Linked DNA regions of Danio rerio: region 1 is linked to region 2. A link is a contact called in public Hi-C data. All regions are on one chromosome and are shown on one strand. Each heading gives the region's core, a stretch centred on a gene start, on an enhancer-like site or on the middle of the called end of the contact. The rest is flanking DNA. Distances are from core to core; before and after follow the strand shown. Region 1 holds the start of rpl26 (ribosomal protein L26). Region 2 overlaps LOC141377622 (a long non-coding RNA gene).

Evidence for each region. A called contact is a pair of places that touch in the nucleus more often than the background predicts.
Region 1: a Hi-C map of embryo shows a contact between it and region 2, with 5 times the contacts expected there. The contact joins the promoter of rpl26 here to the enhancer-like site in region 2. A contact is called at or near these places in 2 of 18 Hi-C or Micro-C datasets (caudal fin and embryo).

What each region holds. Positions count from the first base shown.
Region 1 is chr14:58,647,831-58,653,839 of GRCz12tu, forward strand. rpl26 (ribosomal protein L26) reads left to right here and starts at 2,020. Exons shown (of 4, transcript NM_213113.2): 1 at 2,020-2,059; 2 at 3,745-3,917; 3 at 3,998-4,138. The coding sequence starts at 3,750.
Region 2 is chr14:58,269,064-58,275,854 of GRCz12tu, forward strand. The region is part of intron 1 of LOC141377622 (a long non-coding RNA gene); the gene reads right to left. Among named protein-coding and RNA genes, the nearest start is that of cpxm1b, 120 kb to the right of the region's middle. Within about 2 kb of position 4,243, at least 19 of the 62 cell types and tissues checked have an H3K27ac peak or open chromatin away from gene starts, as enhancers often do.

The DNA.
Region 1 (6,009 bases), core at 770-3,269, 380 kb after region 2:
TTCACGTAAACAGTCGTCAGATTACTAATTACTTTACTTTGAAGTTACTTTTAAACATGTAAAATATTCCTAATACAGAATAACCTGCAGCTCTGTCAGTCATTTGGGCCAGTCCCGATTCTCCCCCTCAGCCCTTCCCCTCACCCCTAACCCTTGTTCTGTGTGCTCCTGTGAAGGGTCAGGGCTGTCCCAATTCTCTTCAGCTTGCAGGCTTGGGGCTCAGGGGAAGGGGTGAATAGTCCTTTGCACAAAGACATTTCAGGACCACACTGGAAACCAAGAGGTAAGAACATTTCCCAGAATACCCCATCCACAACAGCAGGACAGCTGCACACCGACGCCAGGAGATCCACTAATGAGTATATTCCGTCATTATTATGAATTATTACAACAAACAAGCACATGTTTAATAAATTCATAACCACACTCATGTTTTACTGTCATGCTTTAAAAAAACCCTGCTAAAATAACCAATAATAACTCGTGTTCAGCAGTCCCACAACATCCTGACACTCAATAACACTCGACCCCCCTGTCAGAAGAGTCTGGTGTCTGAGATTGAGCTGTTAGTGTCTGCTATAATGTTAGTGCTGTTTTCTTGTGTTTACATGGTGAATATGGCCACTGTGATAATGCACAGTACAGTTATGATCTAATCACCACATTATATCGTGATGATAACATGATATCTGCCTTCAGCAGTCGCCATCGCCTCATCTCACATGCAGCAGGAGATGGTGATGACGTATGATGATGTGTGCAGTTTAATGCAGACTCACTGTGATTATTGTAGTTCTCTGCTTGTGTTTATTATTATGGTTGTTTATTAGCTAAATGTTAATAACCCGCTGGTTAATGGTCGGTTTAAGTAATTATAATCTAATTCAATCCTGCTGATCATCTTAAAGATGTCTGAGGAGTAAATCACACCTCAGAAATACAGCAAACGCATAATGGAGCAATAGTATCTGGATGCAGCCTTTATAATGCAAGCTGAGACTGCATCGCTCAGACACAATGCACTCAGTGGAGTGAGTGACGTCACTGTGATGGGTAGGGTTAGGGGCGGGGTTAGGTGAGCGCATTAAAAAGCATTGGATGCAGCTCAGATTGCACTGCACCAGGTGTGCAGCCAGACCCATCTCTAATAGAGCCTGCTAATGACTGGTAACTGAATAGTAATTAATTTACCCATGAATGTAAATTTGCTCAGTATGATATGATGATAGAGCTTTATGAAGACTAATGAAGACACTGCTGAAACCGGTAACCATTGACTTATACAGTAAGATGTACAGTGCAGTACTCCATTCTGAATATGTTCCTCCATTTCTCAGTGAATATAGGCGATGTGTTTCAGTGCGTTTGAACAAAACAGATTTACTTAACAGATATATTTTTAAAAAATTATATTTTAGTGACCAAACATCTTTAGAAATTCAAAGATAATGTGATTAAATTTAAGCTAAATATTGAAATACATATTAAACCTACAAAATATCCACTAAATTTCTCCAGTTTTTTGTTTCTCTTGATTTTTCCTCCTTTTTTAATGTGTATTGAATATTTTCTGTGTCATATACATGTGTCTGTGCTAGTGTTTGGAGGGTTTTCGTCAGTTATTATGTCAGATTTGGCTTCAGCACTGACTAATCTACTGTATATGCACACATATAATACTGCAGAGCTGTGAGATGTGTGAGGGCTGCTCTCGCTCATATTCGCTGTGGAAGTCGATGGTTACCGGCTTCTGTCTGTGAGTGAGTGACTGATGATGACGGGGGATCAGTGTTTGAGGGAACTGTCCCTTTAATTACTCGCCCCGTGTGAATGTTGTTATTATATTGATTTATTAATCTGCTGTTCATTAGTGACTCACAGCTGGACTGAATATTCTATTAGCATATTTGATATTTATATTTTTTAATACCTTCTTCTCTCTCCGCTGGCGGAAATCCCGCCTCACCCCTGTGATCTCGCGAGACTTGCGGCTCCACTAATTCTGGCGGAAGTAGTTCTCGAGTCTCTTTTCCGGCGGCCATCGTGACAGGTCGGCAGGGTAAGCGCAGATCGCCGGTGTTTTTATCTTATCCTCCGCCATCCGCGCGGATTTACGGGCATCGGTGTTTCAGACTCGCTCTGTTAACCCGCAGCATGTGTGTGTTCGCTGTAAAACCGTTATTTCAGTCATACGACGCGATATGAGGCGTCATTGAGCCGCTAAAGTTCAGTCGCGCTCCCGACTCCACAAAACAGCGCCAAACGACACTAAACACACACACACACACACAGTGTAAAAGCGCGCTTCAGCATGCAGAGATCACATCATCATCATCATCATCCAACACAACACTGATCAGAGAGAGAGAGAGAGAGAGTGTGTGTGTGTGTGTGGAGTGTTCAGGAAGAATAGCACAAACTGTGTGTGTGTATGAGAGACACGAGTCCGGGTCGAGCCCCGAAGTGAGTGTGTGTTTGAAACGCGTGCTGTGTAACGGATTAAGTGTGTTTGTGTTGTGTATAGCTGTGTGTGAGAGAGAACATGTCTGCTAGTCTTGCACGTTTATTGTGTGTAGGTAGTTTAGACTACAGCAGTGTGTGTGTGAGAGAGAGAGAAGTGTTGTGGACTGTAAGGCTAGTGTGTGTTACAGAAACGTGCCTTTGTTAGTCCTACAGTGTGTACAACAGTGTCCTGAATTCAACATGATACATTGGGTATCAAGTGTGTGTGTGTATATATATATATATAAAGTATTAATGAAGTGATGAACATGTCAGTATGGGACCGTTTTGACACACACACCCCGCTTCATTCTGACTCGAAGCTTGTGTGTGTGTGTGCTGAAATCTGCTGAACACTAACTCACTAATCACTCTAAAGTGAACACTAATATATCATGAGTTACTTCTGTTAAACAGCAAAGAAGATATTTTGAAGAATGCTGAAGATCAGTAACCATTGGCCTCCATTGTAGAAAACAAACACAATGGAAGTCAATGGTTACCGGTTTACAGCATTCTTCACAATATCTTCAGTTCAACAAACTCATAAATGTGCAAAGCGAGTCAGATCTGAGCAGATGATCGGGGGTGTGTGTGTGTGCACGCTCTGTTTAATTAATGTGTAATAGTTGTAGTGTGGACAGTGTCTGTCTGTCGTCTGCTTTTTCACAATGTTTACTAACAAGTGTAGAAAACTTGAACTCCATTTCCCCCCTGCAGACTAGAAAAGTGCTGATTCACAAGTGATGCTGCATTACAGACGTCTGCATGTTATTTTGTGTTCTGAATGTGTTTATGGCGATTGATGAGTTGCTGTATAATCATAAACACAGGCACTGATGAACAATAATAAATTGACTATCACACATGACAGTTTCTAATTAAATATTGAACTAAAATGACTTAAGATTGGCCCAGTGGACACTGAGAGAGGTTTAACCTCAATATAATTATCATTAATGCTGGAATCATGATTTAATTGCATCCAAAATAAGAGTTTGTTTTGACATAAGAAATGTTTTTATATATATCTTAACATGGGAGATAAATATGCATAAAAACGACAATACCAGACGATTATTTGCGTAAACATTTGATTGATCTGTTCTGTCCATATTAGATATGTAAATATGAATACTTCTCATATGCATGTGTCTTTCTGTAAACATATCGAACCTTTATTTAGGATGAATAATCTCCGGCCGCTGTTAACATTAACATTGTTGTGTGTTTCTCCGTCAGCCATCATGAAGCTGAACACGTTTGTGACGTCCTCCCGGCGCAAGAACCGTAAGCGCCACTTCAACGCGCCGTCCCACATCCGCAGGAAGATCATGTCGTCTCCACTGTCCAAAGAGCTGCGGCAGAAATACAACGTGCGCTCCATGCCCATCCGCAAGGACGACGAGGTCCAGGTCAGAGCGCGCGCTGGTGTGGTGTGTATAGGGGTGTGTGTGTGTGTACATCAGTGTGTTTGACGCGTCTGTGTGTGCAGGTGGTTCGGGGACACTACAAAGGCCAGCAGATCGGTAAAGTGGTGCAGGTCTACAGGAAGAAGTACGTGATCTACATCGAGCGCGTGCAGCGGGAGAAGGCCAACGGAACCACAGTCCATGTGGGCATCCACCCCAGCAAGGTGTGTGTGTGTGTGTGTGTGTGTTATGCAGACGCATGTTTACACACGCAGCAGGAGATGTAGAGCATGTTTACACACAACACCAGAGTCACTCACTAGTACAGCTCTAGTCTGAGCGGTGTGTAAAGCAGTACAGTGAGGATGCTGGAGCTGTGTGTGTGTGTGTGTGTGTGAGAGAGAGAGAGGCTGCGTTTACATCAGTGTGTCTGTTTAACCCTTTATAGCACAGGTGTCAAACTCAGCTCCTGTAGGGCCGCAGCTCTGCTCTAACCCTGATCCACACAGCTGATCCACTCATCAAGGTGTTCCAGACTACTAGACACTCTTCAGCAGCTGAAGCTGAAGTTTGCAGAGCTGTGGCCCTCCAGGAGCTGAGTTTGACACCCTGCGCTTCAGTGCACTTGATGGAGTCACTATGTAAAGCACTGCTACTGTGGCACATGTAATCCTGCTGTTCTCTTATAACTCAATGATTATCCTTCAAGTCAGTCGAGATCAGCCTTCACTGAAGCTCTACAGCAGGGGTGTCAAACTCAATTCCTGGAGGGCCGCAGCTCTGCACAGTTTAGTTCCACCCCTGCTCCAACACACTTACCTGTAGGTTTCAAACAAGCCTGAAGGACTCAATTAGTCTGATCAGGTGTGTTTAATGAGGGTTGAACTAAACTGTGCAGAGCTGCGGCCCTCCAGGAACTGAGTTTGACACCTGTGCTCTACAGTACAGCAGATCAGGTTAGCTTCAGTCCTCAGATGTGCTCAGCATGAAGACAGCAGCTGATCTTCATCACACACACACTCTGACATTCAGTGAATGTGTGTTCCCTCATCAGTGTGCAGTATTTGAGCACTGCTCCTTCACTACAGTAAAGGCTGTTCATCATGTATGACACTGTCTACTCCTCTGCTGGAGCTACACAGGACCCTGTTCAGCAGCAGCAGATTATTGGTGTATGCATAATTTGTGCTTAATGCATAATTTGTGACCATTCTCACACACACACACACACACACTCACTCGCTGGCCATGCGTGTATGTTGGCATCAGTGTGGATGGAAGGTGTGTAATCTTAACACATTAAGCATTTTAAAGTGAAACACACCAGTGTAAACACAGTTTGATCAATGCACAGCACATGCAGTAACCTGTGTGCATGCATCTGGAGTACACAGACACACACACACACACACACACACACTGGGCACTGAAAGTGTCTGCACTCTTTAATGATAGTAACATTATAAACAGGTTATCTGTGAGTCCTGTAAAGTCTTAAATCACCACGATTTAGCCTTAATTTAGGCTATTAAACAACAGTGAATATCGTGTGTGTGTGTGTGCGCGCGCGTGCGTGCCTGTTGCTCCTGCACAGTGTGTGAGCTTGTGCTCTGTTCAGTGTGGACCAGTGTCTGCAAGCTGGTGTGGAGCTCTTCCTGTTCAGCTCTGCCAGTGTGTGTGTGTGTGTGTGTGTGTGTGTGTGTGTGTGTGTGTGTGTGATGGTTCAGTCAAACGGTGTGTAGTTGTTGTTGTTGATTGGGGAATGCTGAGGTGTGTGTGCTGGATCAGACAGAAGTGTTGAGGAGATGATCTGTGCTGTGGTGTTCAGGTGTTCAGTCCTCTGCTGTGTGTTGTATAAGCTGAGTTCCTCTGTGCTCCTGTAACGTGATGTTTTTACACGCATGCGTCCTTCCCTTCATCAAATCATCATGTTGACTGCTCACTCTAAATATTCTGTCATATATAAAGTCAGGGCTTTTCCTGGATGAAGCTTTTATTTGCTCTGCATGTAGTACAGTGGTGTGTGTGTGTGTGTGTGTGTGTGTGTGAGAACATTGCACAGATGTAGTAAAGCATGTTTTTTCCTCTTTACTCC
Region 2 (6,791 bases), core at 2,993-5,492:
GGATTTCTGCGCGCAGATTCCATGTAGGCCGACTCATATGGATTACATGGAATAAACTTCATTGTAAAATGCAGTAAAGGGCATTCAGCTGACTTCACTTAATTTTAGGCAACTTTTTTCCCTTTGAGTAAAGTCAGTTTAACATTACCAAGTTACGATGAGTTTACTCACTTTACAGGGCTCAACAAAAAGGACAGCCCGGTAGGGTTGGGTACTAAAACTTGGTGCCATTATAGCATCGTACTTTAGTAACCGATATGTCCCAGACCAAATCAGCTTATGAATTTCGGTGCCTAATTTCAGAGCAACTGGTGCTGCGACAAGCACGTAAGAAGGATCAAGTGGTCATCAAAGGCACACATAGGTACACGTTGTCACACCATCTCTAAACATTTAATTCTAAACAGCTTTGAGGAATACAGACAGGCGATGTCAGGCGTTTGTTCTTGTTGCGTAGGGAACAAACGCACGCAATGTACGCAGTACAGCGCATTCAGTGAGCGAGAGCGACTCTCTCCAGATCAACACGCATGATCACATTCATCAAATTTGCTTTAAGCGTTCTAAAGTGTATTTTACAAGCAAGGGTTCTGACAGAGCGACGTGAAGCAGACACTTTACAAAAGTTGATGTGTAAGGGGGGGAAACACGTCAAACTAATGACACATTTGAGGACTCATAATCAACCTAATGGCAGAGGAATGCACCGTCTCTGAAAGCTTGCAACAAAATCTGGCTCTTTCACTGAGTACGTACATGGACACCAATGCTCCGATTTTTAATATGATTAAGACAATTCTCTGATTAAGAGTCTAGACTAGCATGTAAACAGTGAATTATGATGACCTTTAAGGACCACAGACACCTGCGTCGCCAAATGCGGAGATTTTTTCTCTCCATTCCACTTCAAATTTCATTACAAGAGCACTCTTCCAGCAGCCCTTACTTAATGCTCTCATCAAACACCTCGGTTTGTCATGGGGGCATGAATGAAACGTCCCTGAATGAAAGTGAAACTGCAGTCAAAGTCGAAACACCTGAAATGACATGAAACTCTGGAGGAAACATGGATAGCGCGTTGACGCGTTGATGTTAATGGATCTATGTACTAGAACATGTAAGATGGGATCATGAAAGGAACATTCAGGAAGCAGCTCATGTAAACACCTTGATCATATTACTGTCTTAATCAGATGAAGGCAAATCATTAGACTACTGATAACCATGTAAACACAGTCACAAGCCCCAACCCTAGAAAAAAGGAGTTCAGTATTTAGATGACAGCCTTTCCACAGGTTAGCAGTAAGCTAATGTCATTTCATAATGCAAATCTTAAATCGATGCTAACCAACAAATGATGGTTATATATTAATGTAATTTAAATATATAAAATATGAAGTGATGTTTACTTTGAACTTTAATTATATTGTTCTATTAAAATTATTTTTCAAAAGATTTTGCCAAATAAAATTTTTTCTACAGTCGTCCACCATAATTATGTGGCTCAAAAGTATCGGTTCTGGCACCGGTACGGTTTTAAAAGTATCGATTTAGCACTGCTATCGAAATAACCACAAACGATACACAACCCTACTGCCCAGGGCTAGCGTGACAGATGCTCAGGACAGTAGACAGGATTGTTACTGGCCCCTATCGGCCAGTAACAATGAACATGTTTTTTTTTTTTTTACCTAGTAACAACTAGTACAGCGAAAAGACAGCAACATCAAACTATGGGGCTAAAAGAAAACGTCTGTTTCTGGAGTCCAAGAAAACAGAACAAAAAAAGAGAGTTGTCGTCAGTTTGGCAGGCCATTTTTATAAAAATAATGTCGAATTTCAATAAAATACCAGCACATTTTTCATACTGCTCTTTCGTTTACATATAATCTTGAATTTTGCTCATTTTCAATTTATTAACATTTTTAAAATGTTTAAATTGTAGATTCACAGTCATTAATTTGCCACATTATTTAAATTATGGGGCTGAGAAATGTTTTTTTTTTTTTTTTTTTTGGTGAGGCCAGTGAAAACTTTAGCAGGGCAAGTTAGGCCTAATCCCAATTCTCCCCTTAGCCCTTCCCCTTACCCCTGGTTTTGCGCGTGCACGTGAAGGGGTAGTGGTGTTCCAATTCTCTTTAGCTTTAAGGCGTAGGGCTAAGGGCAAGGGGTAGATTTTTCAGGACCACACTCAAAACCAAGGGGTAAGAAAAATTTCCCAGAATACACCCGGAAGTCAGGAGATCCACAAATGAGTATATTTTGTCATTATTGTGAATTTTTACAACAAACAAACACGTTTAATATATTCATAACCGCGCTCATGTTTTACTGTCATGCTTTAAAAAAAAATGCTAAAATAAAAACTGCTAAATTTGGCAATCTATAATCCCTATTAATAACTCGTGTACAGCAGTCCCACAACATTCTGACACTTAAATATCCTGTCAGAAGAGTCTAGTGTCTGAGAATGAGCTGTTACAGTGTCTGCTATAATGTTAGTGCTGTTTTCTTGTGTTTACGTTGATGAATATGTCCACTGTGATAATGCACAGTACAGTTATGATCTTATCACCACATTAGATCATGATGATGACATGATATCTGCCTTCAGTGATCTCCTGAAGATAAATACCAACAAATAACCCAACTGGAGTAACTCCAGCAGTAGCCATCGTCTGATCTCATGTGAAGTAAGAGATTGTGATGACGTATGATGACGTGTGCAGGTGCTGTAGTGCTGTCACAATTCTTAAGGTTAAATTTTGAAGGGTACAAAGGGTACAAAAATAGAATTGGGATTGGGCCTAACAATCTCAACCACCGGCCCGATCAGCCCAGTAGATAAAATCCAAAAAAGCAAAATAACATTACCTTTTACAATAAAAACTGTATAAATGTAGTTTTTGCACAACTGTAACATGATGCATGCTGTGAAAAGCAGTTAGTTGGCTTTTTATAATTTCGCACTGCTTCATTTTAAGCTCATGTGTTTACTCATTTTCTTTAGGTAAAGTCAACTTAAGAGTTCCTTTACAGCATGCATTACGATTGATGACCAACTAAACTTCTCTGACTACATTTCTAGAACTGCTCGATCGTGCAGATTCACACTCTACAACATCAGAAATGTCCGACCCTTTCTATCTGAACATGCAGCTCAACTCCTTGTTCAAGCTCTTGTTCTCTCCAGACTGGACTATTGCAACTCTCTACTAGCCGGGCTTCCAGCTAACTCTATCAAACCTCTTCAGGTGCTTCAGAACGCAGCAGCACGAGTGGTCTTTAATGAAGCTAAAAGAGCACATGTCACTCCGCTGCTCATCCGTTTGCACTGGCTGCCAGTTGCTGCTTGCATCAAATTCAAAGCTCTGATGTTTGCTTACAAAGTGACTTCTGGCTTTGCTCCTTCTTATCTGCTCTCACTTCTGCAGATCTATGTGTCCTCCAGAAACTTGCGTTCTGTGAATGAACGTCGCCTCGTGGTTCCATCCCAAAGAGGGAAGAAATCACTTTCCCGAACTCTCGCGCTCAATCTGCCCAGTTGGTGGAATGAACTCCCTAACTGCATCAGAACAGCAGAGTCACTCGCTGTCTTCAAGAAACCACTAAAAACTCAACTATTTAGTCTCCACTTTCCTTCCTGATCTGCAATTGCCTCTCTGGATATACCACTGTACTACAGAAAAAATAAATAAATAAATACTAATGTTTTTGCTTCTTACACTTTGCACACCTGAAACTCGCCTACAGCACTTCTTCATTGTTGCTCTTATAGTTGTGTAAATTGCTTCCTTGTCCTCATTTGTAAGTCGCTTTGGATAAAAGCATCTGCTAAATGTAAATGTAAACTTAACTGAGCACCTAATCACCTGGGACAGTAGGAACAGTATAAGGGCTGAAATTGTTGCATCACTGTAACATGACATGTGAAATGCAGTAATTGTGCGTTCAGAGGCAGATTTAAGTGTGTGGAAAGAGTAAAGCCACATAAGGGACCGCACTATACTGCACTCCAGCCCCGCGGGCTGGGAAACACACTGCAGAACCGCGCGCTCAGGTCTGGGTCGTGTTATAATTTGCATTGAAGCGTTGAAAACGACCCAGCGTTTGCTCTGCTTGAATGATAAAGTGTGGTCGAGGGCGGCTGCGGATCAATCATGTTGATGCTGGGGGCCCGAGCGCTGTTATGAATGAGAGCCGGAAAGCCTCCACTTCCTGTATGACACACTCTCTATTTCCTGCCTGCGCACATTTCTCACACAGAGGGTGTGTGAGCGGCGCACCGGGACACTTCCAGAGCTAAAACAACATCCTGAGGAGGAGGATTCAGCCCTCACACCCGCGCCCGGAGGCAGCCTGTCAGGAGCCGCGCTAATAAGAGCAGACTGAGAAACACACTATATAGTGCACATGAGCACACACACTCTACTTTATACACACTTTTTATTGTACACATATTATTTCTCAGTAAATAAAGACAATATATTTTCCTGCATTAAACCTTCAAGCATCTGCATTGCAGTGATTAACCCGTGTGTGCTGTTGGGTTGTTTTCCTCCACTCTGGGTTGATGTTGAGTCTTCATTTGTCCTCATCTTTCTCTGTGTTTCAGCAAATGTGATGATTTCTGCTGAATAATCTGATTCATGTTTTGGGAAAATGTTCATAACTCATCATCAGATTATCAGATTGACTCCTCTGGTTCTGTTGCTGCTGTGTTTGCTCTATTGACTTCCATTATAATCACATTTATTGGCTGTAAAGTCATGACAGCAGATCATCCTGTGTTCTGCACTGCTGCTGGTTTACCTTGTTGAGATTAAGAGAGACGATCTGTCATCGTACTGTTGATCATCAAAATATATATGATGTGTAGTGTTAGTACTTTAAAACACTGGTGTGTGTAATACTATACACTAATTAAATACAGTCGTTTCCTGTAAAATTTAGAAAACTATTTGATGGTTTTTACCACATTTTTTAATAGTAAAATTCTGGCAACCACAACTGACATTTATTTACCGTATAGTTTATGAAATGGTTTTTAACTGTGGCTTAATAACTGGACAGTTACCTATAAACACATACAGTTGAAGTCAGAATTATTCGCCCCCTTTGATTTTTTTCTTCTTTTCTTAAATATTTCCCAAATGATGTTTAACAGAGCAAGGACATTTTCACAGTATGTCTGATAATATATTTTCTTCTGGAAAACGTCTTCTTTGTTTTACTTTGGCTAGAATAAAAACAGTTATTAATATTGGGACAAAATTATTAGCCCCTTTAAGCTATTTTTTTTTTATTGTCTCCAGAACAAACCATTGTTTCACAATAACTTGCCCAATTACCCTAACCTGCCTAGTTAACCTAATTAACCCAGTGAAGCCTTTACATGTCACTTTAAGCTGTATAGAAGTGTCTTGAAGAATATCAAGTCTAATATCATTTACTGTCATCATGACAAAGAGAAAATAAATCAGTTATTAGAAATGAGTTATTAACACTATTATGCTCAGAAATGTGCTGAAACAATCTTCCCTCCATTAAACAGAAATTGGGGAAAAAATAAACAGGGGCGATAATAATTCAGGGGGCTAATAATTCAACTGTAAATATTGAACGTAAAAATGTTTTTAATTTAATGTCTCTACCCTAAATCCGAAAGTAGATTACCGCTGCCTGAGATGTGAAAACAAACTAAAGTCTCTAATTCTGCTCTCAGAACAGCTGATCGGCCCAGATTGCTTTACATCAACACAACTTTTAATTGAAATAGATGCGTTTGCATTGCATATTACTCTTTAAATCATCTACTCAATCTCTCGAAAACAAAATCCTGTACACATAAAAATAATGTTTTTATTTGAGCGTCTCCATCCTAAATCCAAAAGTAAATGTAAAACAATCAGCCTGAGAAGGTTAATGAGGCCATTACAGCAGTGTCAGAAAGTGGATTAGGGCGGCCCTAGGTGTGTAAACTAACTATAAAGTCTGTAATTCTGCTCTCAGAACAGCTGATCGGCCCAGATTGCTTTACATCAACACAACTTTTAATTGAAATAGATGCGTTTGCATTGCATATCACTCTTTAAATGGTCTCCTCAATCTCTCAGAGGGACATCAATTTTGTTCTGTTTGAGGTCAGGCCTCGCCGGCGCGCCACGATCATTAGCATCCTCCTCATAAACTCGATAATTTGGGATCAGTAATGGCTCCTGGTCTCCAAATAAAGCAGTATACCTGTCACCAGGGTGGGCATCTTCAGCAACACAACATTAGCGGAGGTTAATCTACACAAGATCCTGCTTATACTCAGAGTTAATAAGACTAAAGCATTATTAGCCCGGCTCCATAACATTCCCCCATAATAACGCCGCCGGCTGTCAATCATCGGCACAATTAAACCGTTTAATGAATAAATTTGCATAGATAATGGTGTGGCTGTAGGAAACATCTGGTTGCAGGAGTTTAATGACATACCTTGCAACAGACCCCCATATGGACCGCTAAAGAAAATGCTGTTTTGATGCTAACTAAATGAAAAGTATCACTCAGATTAATCCGGGCTTTTTTGACAGAGATGAAATCACTTAGCGAGAGCGATTCTGGCAGGTTACAAGCCTCACAGTTAATTGCTTCATGCCCGAATCTCGCTTTCGCCGCCTGCCCGACAACTCACAGTTTTTTCCTCGCTGCATTTCAATATCGCGAAGGCATCAGGAAATTCCAGACAGCGGCAAATTAAATGCAAATTGCCTCGCATCTGCCTGAACTATTGCTTTAAATGC